Regions from separate parts of the Sus scrofa genome. Here region 2 is linked to region 1. The links are chromatin contacts, called in public Hi-C maps. All regions are on one chromosome and are shown on one strand. The core of a region is the stretch at or near the end of the contact, and the rest is flanking DNA. Distances in the headings are between cores, read along the strand shown.

The links. Hi-C and Micro-C count contacts between places; a contact is called where the count stands out from the background.
Region 2: a contact with region 1 is called in a Hi-C map of fetal skeletal muscle, with 2.5 times the contacts expected there. The contact joins the enhancer-like site here to the promoter of FARP1 in region 1. A contact is called at or near these places in 1 of 5 promoter capture datasets (liver) and 5 of 47 Hi-C or Micro-C datasets (embryonic fibroblasts, fetal heart ventricle, fetal skeletal muscle and 2 more).

The regions. Positions count from the first base shown.
Region 1 is chr11:67,143,351-67,146,893 of Sscrofa11.1, reverse strand. It overlaps FARP1 (FERM, RhoGEF and pleckstrin domain-containing protein 1), which reads right to left and starts at 2,272. Exons shown (of 27, transcript XM_021065374.1): 1 at 1,847-2,272.
Region 2 is chr11:67,817,983-67,821,447 of Sscrofa11.1, reverse strand. DOCK9 (dedicator of cytokinesis protein 9) reads left to right here. Exons shown (of 53, transcript XM_021065834.1): 37 at 1,459-1,506. Among named protein-coding and RNA genes, the nearest start is that of SLC15A1, 130 kb to the right of the region's middle. Within about 2 kb of position 1,552, at least 4 of the 83 cell types and tissues checked have an H3K27ac peak or open chromatin away from gene starts, as enhancers often do. A contact at or near this core is called in fetal skeletal muscle, where this site is marked.

The DNA.
Region 1 (3,543 bases), core at 1,023-3,522:
GTGTAAAGGGTATTATAAAGCTAACTTCAGGATTCCTGCAGGGAAAGACCTCCTTAACGGAAAAACCACACCCCAACTCACAGGGGACAGGCTACATCACCAAGGATTTCAAGTTTCTCACCCACATGAAAGAAAGAAGAGAATCTGGGAAGCACTGGGCTAATCAGCTCACTATTTCCCCCAACTCTTTGCCCAACAAGCCAGCCACTGGCCAATAATGTGTCTATTTATTTTACCCAGAAGCAGATCTATTAGCCAGACATTCTAAAAACACAAACGTTTCGGTTGTGCTTGGAGTAACTCCAATATTGGTGCCTTGCTGCAGAACGATGCTGCAGGAATACAAAGTGAGTCATGTGGATGCTGAGCCCACATCAAGTGCATGGTCAGAAACTGTCAGACCCGGAACACCAACCCTTCGCAAGGCTGAGGGTAAACCCCCAGCCAGGAGGCTGTGGAATGTGGGAAGAAAGCCAAGGCAGACTTCAGAAGAGCCTCGCTTGATCACAACAATGAGGGCAATTTTTAAGGCAAATATCCCAAAGCTCTCAGGACCAAAAAAGGCCTTTCTTTCTCCTTTCTGTCCTGTTTAGACTGAGTAAGAAAAGCAAGGCAATGCCGGAAGAGGTTCTGAAATGGGCTCGGCCAGGTCACCACGTGCAAAGGGCATTAAACCTAACCCACTGCTAGGCTGGGGTTTGGCTCTGCTGGAGACACTGCCTCCTAGGCAGGGGCGATGGGCTCCTCAAAAGCCAGGGCTCAGGGCGGGGCTGCGCGCAAGTCAAACCTGGGAAACTAACAAGAAAGACACGAACAACAATGATAAAATGAAACAGCCAGAGGCCACCAGTGTACTCCAGAAGGATCAGAGGCAGGCTGAGCCGGCTAAACTCTTCCAGATGAAAGGCAATCTCTCCCCATCGCAGCGGCTGATCTGATAGCACAGTCCTCGTTTCTTTGTGAGCCTCGCCTCCCTCGTTCCGGGGGGATCCTGCCCAGACTCCAGCTGGGCTCTAAGGGCCATAAACGACATCCAGACTGACTACGGGGAACTCATTTTTTCCCTTCAAATAAAACACACACACACACGCACACACTCAAAGGTCTGGCCGGATCACACAGCTAAAGTTTCCGGAACTTAAATCGTAAAACCACAATCAGAAGTTGTTTTGAAATGCTCACCACAAAAATCTGTGTCCTTTGCTTTAAGAAAAGGAAAAGAAAAGGAAGAAAAAAAGAGGGAATAAAAAAAACAACTTTCCTCTCCATAAAGGCTGGCGGTAAAGAGGGGAAAATCTAACTTAGGCAGAGGGTGTGTTCCTCTTTGTCACCCACTAGGCTCCTCGCGCCGCGCGTGGGCGAGCCGCGGGCACCCGGGAAGGCGGGGGCACCCGCGAAAACGGCCACCTTCCCGGCCCGCGGTCGGCCTCGGGGGCCGAGATTGCGGCCGGAGGTCCGGAAGCAGCGTCCGGCGCTGTCACTGCGCCGGGTGGGATGGGAGGAAGCGGGGGAAGGGCGCCGCGGGGCGGGGGAGGCGAGAGGGGACGCGCGCGGAGCCGGCAGCCCGAGTCCCGGGAGGTAAGAGGAGGGTGCAAAGGGCGGTACGGGGCCCCGAGGCCCCCGGGCTCCGGCTATTGTTGCCGGGCTGCCCCGAGGCCGGCGGGCGAGTCTCCCGCCTTGGTAGGGGAAGCCCGATCCCCCCCGCCGCCACCTCCTCCAGGCAGGACCCGCGGGCCACGCAACCACCTCCACCCGCGTCCCGGTCGGTCGGCTCCGGGCGCCCGACTCGCGCCCAAGTTGCCGCCCGCCCGCCCCGCGCGGTCATTGTTCGCCGCGCGCCTCCTACCTCCACGGCGCCGGCGGCTCCGGCTCCGGCTCCCACTCCCGGCCTCCCGGCTCTGCAGCTCCGAGCCCCCGGCGGCCGAGGGCGCGGCGGCTCCGCTGCGCGTGCGGCGGGGGCGCTCGGCTATTAATACCCGCGGGCGGCGGCAGCGGCGGCGCGGACGCGCAAGCAGGGCTGGCGCTGGCCGGCCGAGGTCCGAGCCATCAAAGGTGGCGCGGGGCGGAGGGGAGGGCGGAGCAGGCAGGGTGGGTGGGGAGCGGGCTCAGGGTCGCCATGGCCGCCTCGACGCCGGGCCGAGCGCCACTCGCTTGGGGAGGAGCAGCGGCTCAAAGCGGGCGGCGGCCGCGTCCCCGCCCCGCGCGCCAGCCGAGTGCCCGCAGCCCTGCGCCCGCGCCGGCCCCGCCGTGTCCAGGCCGGCGAGCGGGAAGTGAAGGCGGGCGCGCCCCTCCCCCGGCCTGGGCCGGCCCTTCGGCAGGGGGGGGCGCCCGGGAACCTCGCAGCCCGAGCCGCGGGGACAGCGGGAGAGCCACAGCCCCCTCCAGCGTCCGCGCCGGCGACCTGCGCGCTGGCGCGCCCCGCCCCGCTCCGCCCAGGGGGCAGGTGCGCCGCGGGGCCGCGGGCCCGGAGCGCCCCTCCCTGGCCGGGCGAGCCCACCTCCGATCCGCGCCTTACTTGGTTCTACGGCTGGAGCTGGTCTCTCCGCGCGGCAGCGCCTGGCAGAGCGCAGGAAGCTCAGGGGAGTGCGCTGCGCCACCAGAGACGCGCCGATCCGGCCCCTGTGGTTGAAAGCGAGATATGGAAGCAGGAGTGGAGCGCACCGGCAAAACCGGGAGCAGCTGGAGGACGATCGGTGACACGGGCTCCGCAAATCGTTGTTGAGGTCACGCAAGGGAGAGCCCCGCCCGTGTGCCCACCTAAGACTTTTAACTACGTGGTCGCGCGAGCGGCGGCGCTTTGCAGGGACCCACGAGCACCACCCCTTTCCCCAGGCCACACCGGCGGGCTTCCGGCGCCACCCTGGGCTGCTAGGGACTTAATCCCGGAGGGGCGGTTGTCATCCCCCCCCTCCTCCTCCGCCGCGGCCCAGAGTCCTCCGACCCCACGAATCCCCCGACAATCCCCAGGCCCACTCGCCCCCTCTGGGGACAGGAGCAGTGCCCCGCGGGGGAAGGAGTGGAATAGGTTAGGAGCTGCTTTGCAGACTCGCCTTCGGGAGTTCCGGACCTCAATGGAGGAGGGAGCAAGAGGCAGCACCGAGGAGTCTGGGACCCAAGACGGGGAGAGGCATTGTCCCCACCCTCCAGCTGGGAGCTGCCACTTTACCGTCTCCACTCCCACCCCTCCCTCAGTCCCTGATTTTACCCTTTCTTGTCTGTGTAGATGGACCCTTCTCAGGCGTGGAGGGAAAGGGACGTGCCGGCAGCGGGTTAGAAAGGAAGGCGACCCTTTGCGAGATCCCCAGGCTAGTGGGCACACCCGCCCAATGATGGGCGGCTGGCTCTAGAACCCTGATCGTTTTGCACCTTAGAGAAGTTTCCGACCTTCAGCCTAGAGGCAGGTTTCACGAGAGGCCACAACAGAACTCAGAACCACAGGTGGGGGACCCCTGGGGAAGAGCGGATTCACACAAGAACAGGGTGCCTTAGAGGTCCCGGGGCGCTGGTGCGTAGCTCGTGTTTGAGTGGTGTCTGGAGCAGATA
Region 2 (3,465 bases), core at 303-2,802, 680 kb before region 1:
GTTTCTGTTTTCATTTAAGCTTTTTACTTTTAAAAAACATGGAATCTATAACCCCTTGTCCAAAAGTGATGGGGCGGGTGATTTTCCAAATCCAGAAATTTTTTTTTTGGTCTTTTTGCCATTTCTAGGGCCGCTCCCTCGGCATATGGAGGTTCCCAGGCTAGGGGTCGAATCGGAGTTGTAGCCACCAGCCTACGCCAGAGCCACAGCAACGCGGGATCCGAGCCGCGTCTGCAACCTACACCACAGCTCACGGCAACGCCGGATCGTTAACCCACTGAGCGAGGGCAGGGACCAAACCTGCCACCTCATGGTTCCTAGTCGGATTCGTCAACCACTGCGCCACGACGGGAACTCCCAGAAATTTTTTTTTTTGGATTTTTAAGATGTTTACCTAGAGAGTATATTCTGTAACACCCCAACATGGTCTCAAGCAGCACCCCACATTCAAACACGTTACTGTTTCTTCAGTAAGAAATGATCTCTGCGGTCCTATGATTGTTCACAGTAATTGGTTAAATCATGACTCAGTAGTTTTATGTCTGTTAGTTGAGGGCACAGTTTTCTACCAAATGTATTTGTACAAATTTGGGTGGAAAGCTATGGCTTTCAGAGCTTTGTGTGTGTTGGAGTCGTGGTCCAGGTTCACTGTCTCCTGGCTTCTTCCTCTGATGTGTGAACAGTGGGAGTTGTCATGTGTGAGATGAGATTTAGCCCCAGAAGAACTTACTAGACATTATTTTAACTTATTAATATGTGATTTTTTAAAAATCAGTGTCATGGATATAGTAAAATAAAGTTTAGAAACTACCTATTTGATGTCTGTAAGGGACCAGTCCATTTACTTAAATCAAAAGAGAAAGCTCTGAGTTCCTGTTGTGGCTCAGTAGTAATGAACCCGACCAGTATCCATGGCACAGGTTCGATCCCTGGCCTTGCTCAGTGGGTTAAGGATCTGGCATTGCCGTGAGCTGTGGTGCAAGCTGGCAGCAACAGCTCCAATTTGACCCCTAGCCTGGGAACTTCCATATGCCCCAGGTGGTGCCCTAAAAAAATAAAAGAGAAAGAGGGAAAGCTCCTTGTGGAGAAGGAAGAAGCAGCTGAGAACAGGGCACGTGGTTTCCCTGTGACTTCGAGGGCAAACGTAGAGTGAACGTCCAAGCCCTAAGCTGACGGCCCACCCTGTCCACCTTGGGCCTCTCTTCTGTGTCGCTCAGACCATCCCCCGTGCTACTAATGGCAGCACAGTCTGGGGCCTCCCCTGCGTTTGATCTGTTTCTCTGGGTTTAGAGGGACCTTCTAGAGGACTTCTGAAAAGCAGGCGTGAGGGGCTAGCCGTAGATGTAAGAGCTTACTGAATGTGTTACTGTTACTGAACTGATGGGCTTCAGGAGAGCCAGGCGTCAGAAGGTGTTTTAATCTCCACGCCCCCCTGACAGTCTTCCCTCCCGTCCGCAGAGTCTGCCTGCACCAGTTCCAGTACATGGGGAAGCGCTACATCGCCAGGTACCGTGGGGGTTTGAGTTTGAGGTCTCGTGCCCTTCTCTGTCTTGCTTGATCTGAAAGTGTGGGAATTGTTGTCTGTGGTGATTGGCGGTTGGAATCCTCATAAACAGCCATGAAGACAGCTGGCAGGTCTTTGGACTGCTGCCAGGAAGCCTGGTGGCATCTTGCCTGCGTTCCTACGTTCCTGCTGTCTCGTTCCATCTCAGGCGCATCTCTTGGAAAGATTTTCCTCCGTGACCTGTTGCTGCACTTCTGCACTTCCTTCCAAATTCTCCCTCGTGCTCCGGTCCTTCTGTCTGCTCTTTCTCCCCTCCCATTCCTCTGGCTGTGTCCTCTCCCTCTTTCTTTTTCTTTTTCCTTCCTCAGTGATTCCTCCCCCATTTCGCTTCCGAAGATCCTTTTTGACCATCCTGCTTCCCAGCTACGAAGGGGCTCATTTCTCATCAACTACTTTCCATCGTTCTTAAGAAAAGAATGTTTTCAGTCCATCTCGGATGTATTTGGACTTCCCCCAAAAAAGTCTCTAAAATTGAGCCTTTCCCCCTCTGTTTCTAAATGAGCTGTCTGTGCCCTGTGTTGATATACGACCAGAACTCTTGGCTGAGTATCATGGACCCTCCCCGCCCTGCCCCAGCCCAGACTCTCAGTTTTGCGCTGAGCTTGATGAGAGCTGGACTCTCCTGCTGGGGGCAAGCCACCTCTGCAGGTATTTCCTCAGAGCACATCTCATTGTCACCAGGGTCCTTGCTCCCACCCTGTCACCATTCAGTGTGTGTGTGTTTGTTTCCTTTGGTGTTGTGTTTTCTGTGCAAATGTATTCATGGGGTCTTGGTCTGTGTATACTATTTTTCTATTGCTATTGTTTTTAAAGTTTAATTAGAAGTAAATGCATTTTATGTTTTAAGAAAAACTTTAGAACTTAGTTGTTACTGAAGTTTTTCTCTTATCTCTAATTCTGTCTTATAGCAATGAAATAGGGAAGAGGTTTTTAATAAACTTTCTATTTGAGTGTCAAGGTTCTGCTTTTTATGTTCACATGGTTCTTTTCTTGAGATATTTGAGAAATGTTCAGGATTGTGTTTATGTTAAATAAAAGTATGTTTTCCTTTAAAGAGCAAATGTAGAGATATTGTTTTACACGTTCTTCCTATTAATATTTCCTATGTTTAATTGAAATGCGGTGGCGCTTAGCATTTTCTAATCTTAACTCTGAATTTTTTTTTGTCTTTTATCTCTGAATTTTTTAAATCGTAACAGTAATTTTTGCATTTGAGTGTTTTGAGGCCCCAAAGCAAGTGTGTACAAGGTGTCCTTATGCCGTCCCCTCCTTCCTTCTGACTTTGGCCCGTCAAGACGGGCAGACGGTACACTTGTCGCAGACACTGTGCTGAGGGAGCTTCACGCCCTCTTGCAGTAACTCAGTAACTGTCACCTTCATCACAAGGTGGCATTTAGGAAAAGTTGTGCAAATAGAATCAAATGCCTCAGAGCCGAGCGTGGTGGGTGTGAGAGGCTGAAGATGTCTGCCCCAGCAGACTGTTCTGGAAGTGGGTTTCGTGAAACAGGTGACTTCTTTTTTCAATGGCAATGCATTTGATGCGTTTAAGGAGAACTTTCTGACCTGCTGAGCACCCTGTACACACTTGCCTGGAAAAGTACGCTTCCTGGGACTGCTTCACAAGAGCCGGACGTGGGAAGGCGGGGCTGGAGGGTGTGTTACTTTGCAGTGTGCACAGTGGGAAGACGTGTCCTGTTTTATAGAAAATTGCCATGGTCTCTACTGCATGTGAAAAAGATCCCGAATGATGATTGAGCGTTGTCAGTGTCTGCCCTCCGAGGGGGCGCCGTCCCGCGAACACTGTGCCTCCTCACTGTGTCCCTTTGAGCCCCCGACAGCATGTTGCCCGGTGACAGTCCGTGCATGCCCTCCTCTGCCCCAGAGTAACACAGTGAGGGGGC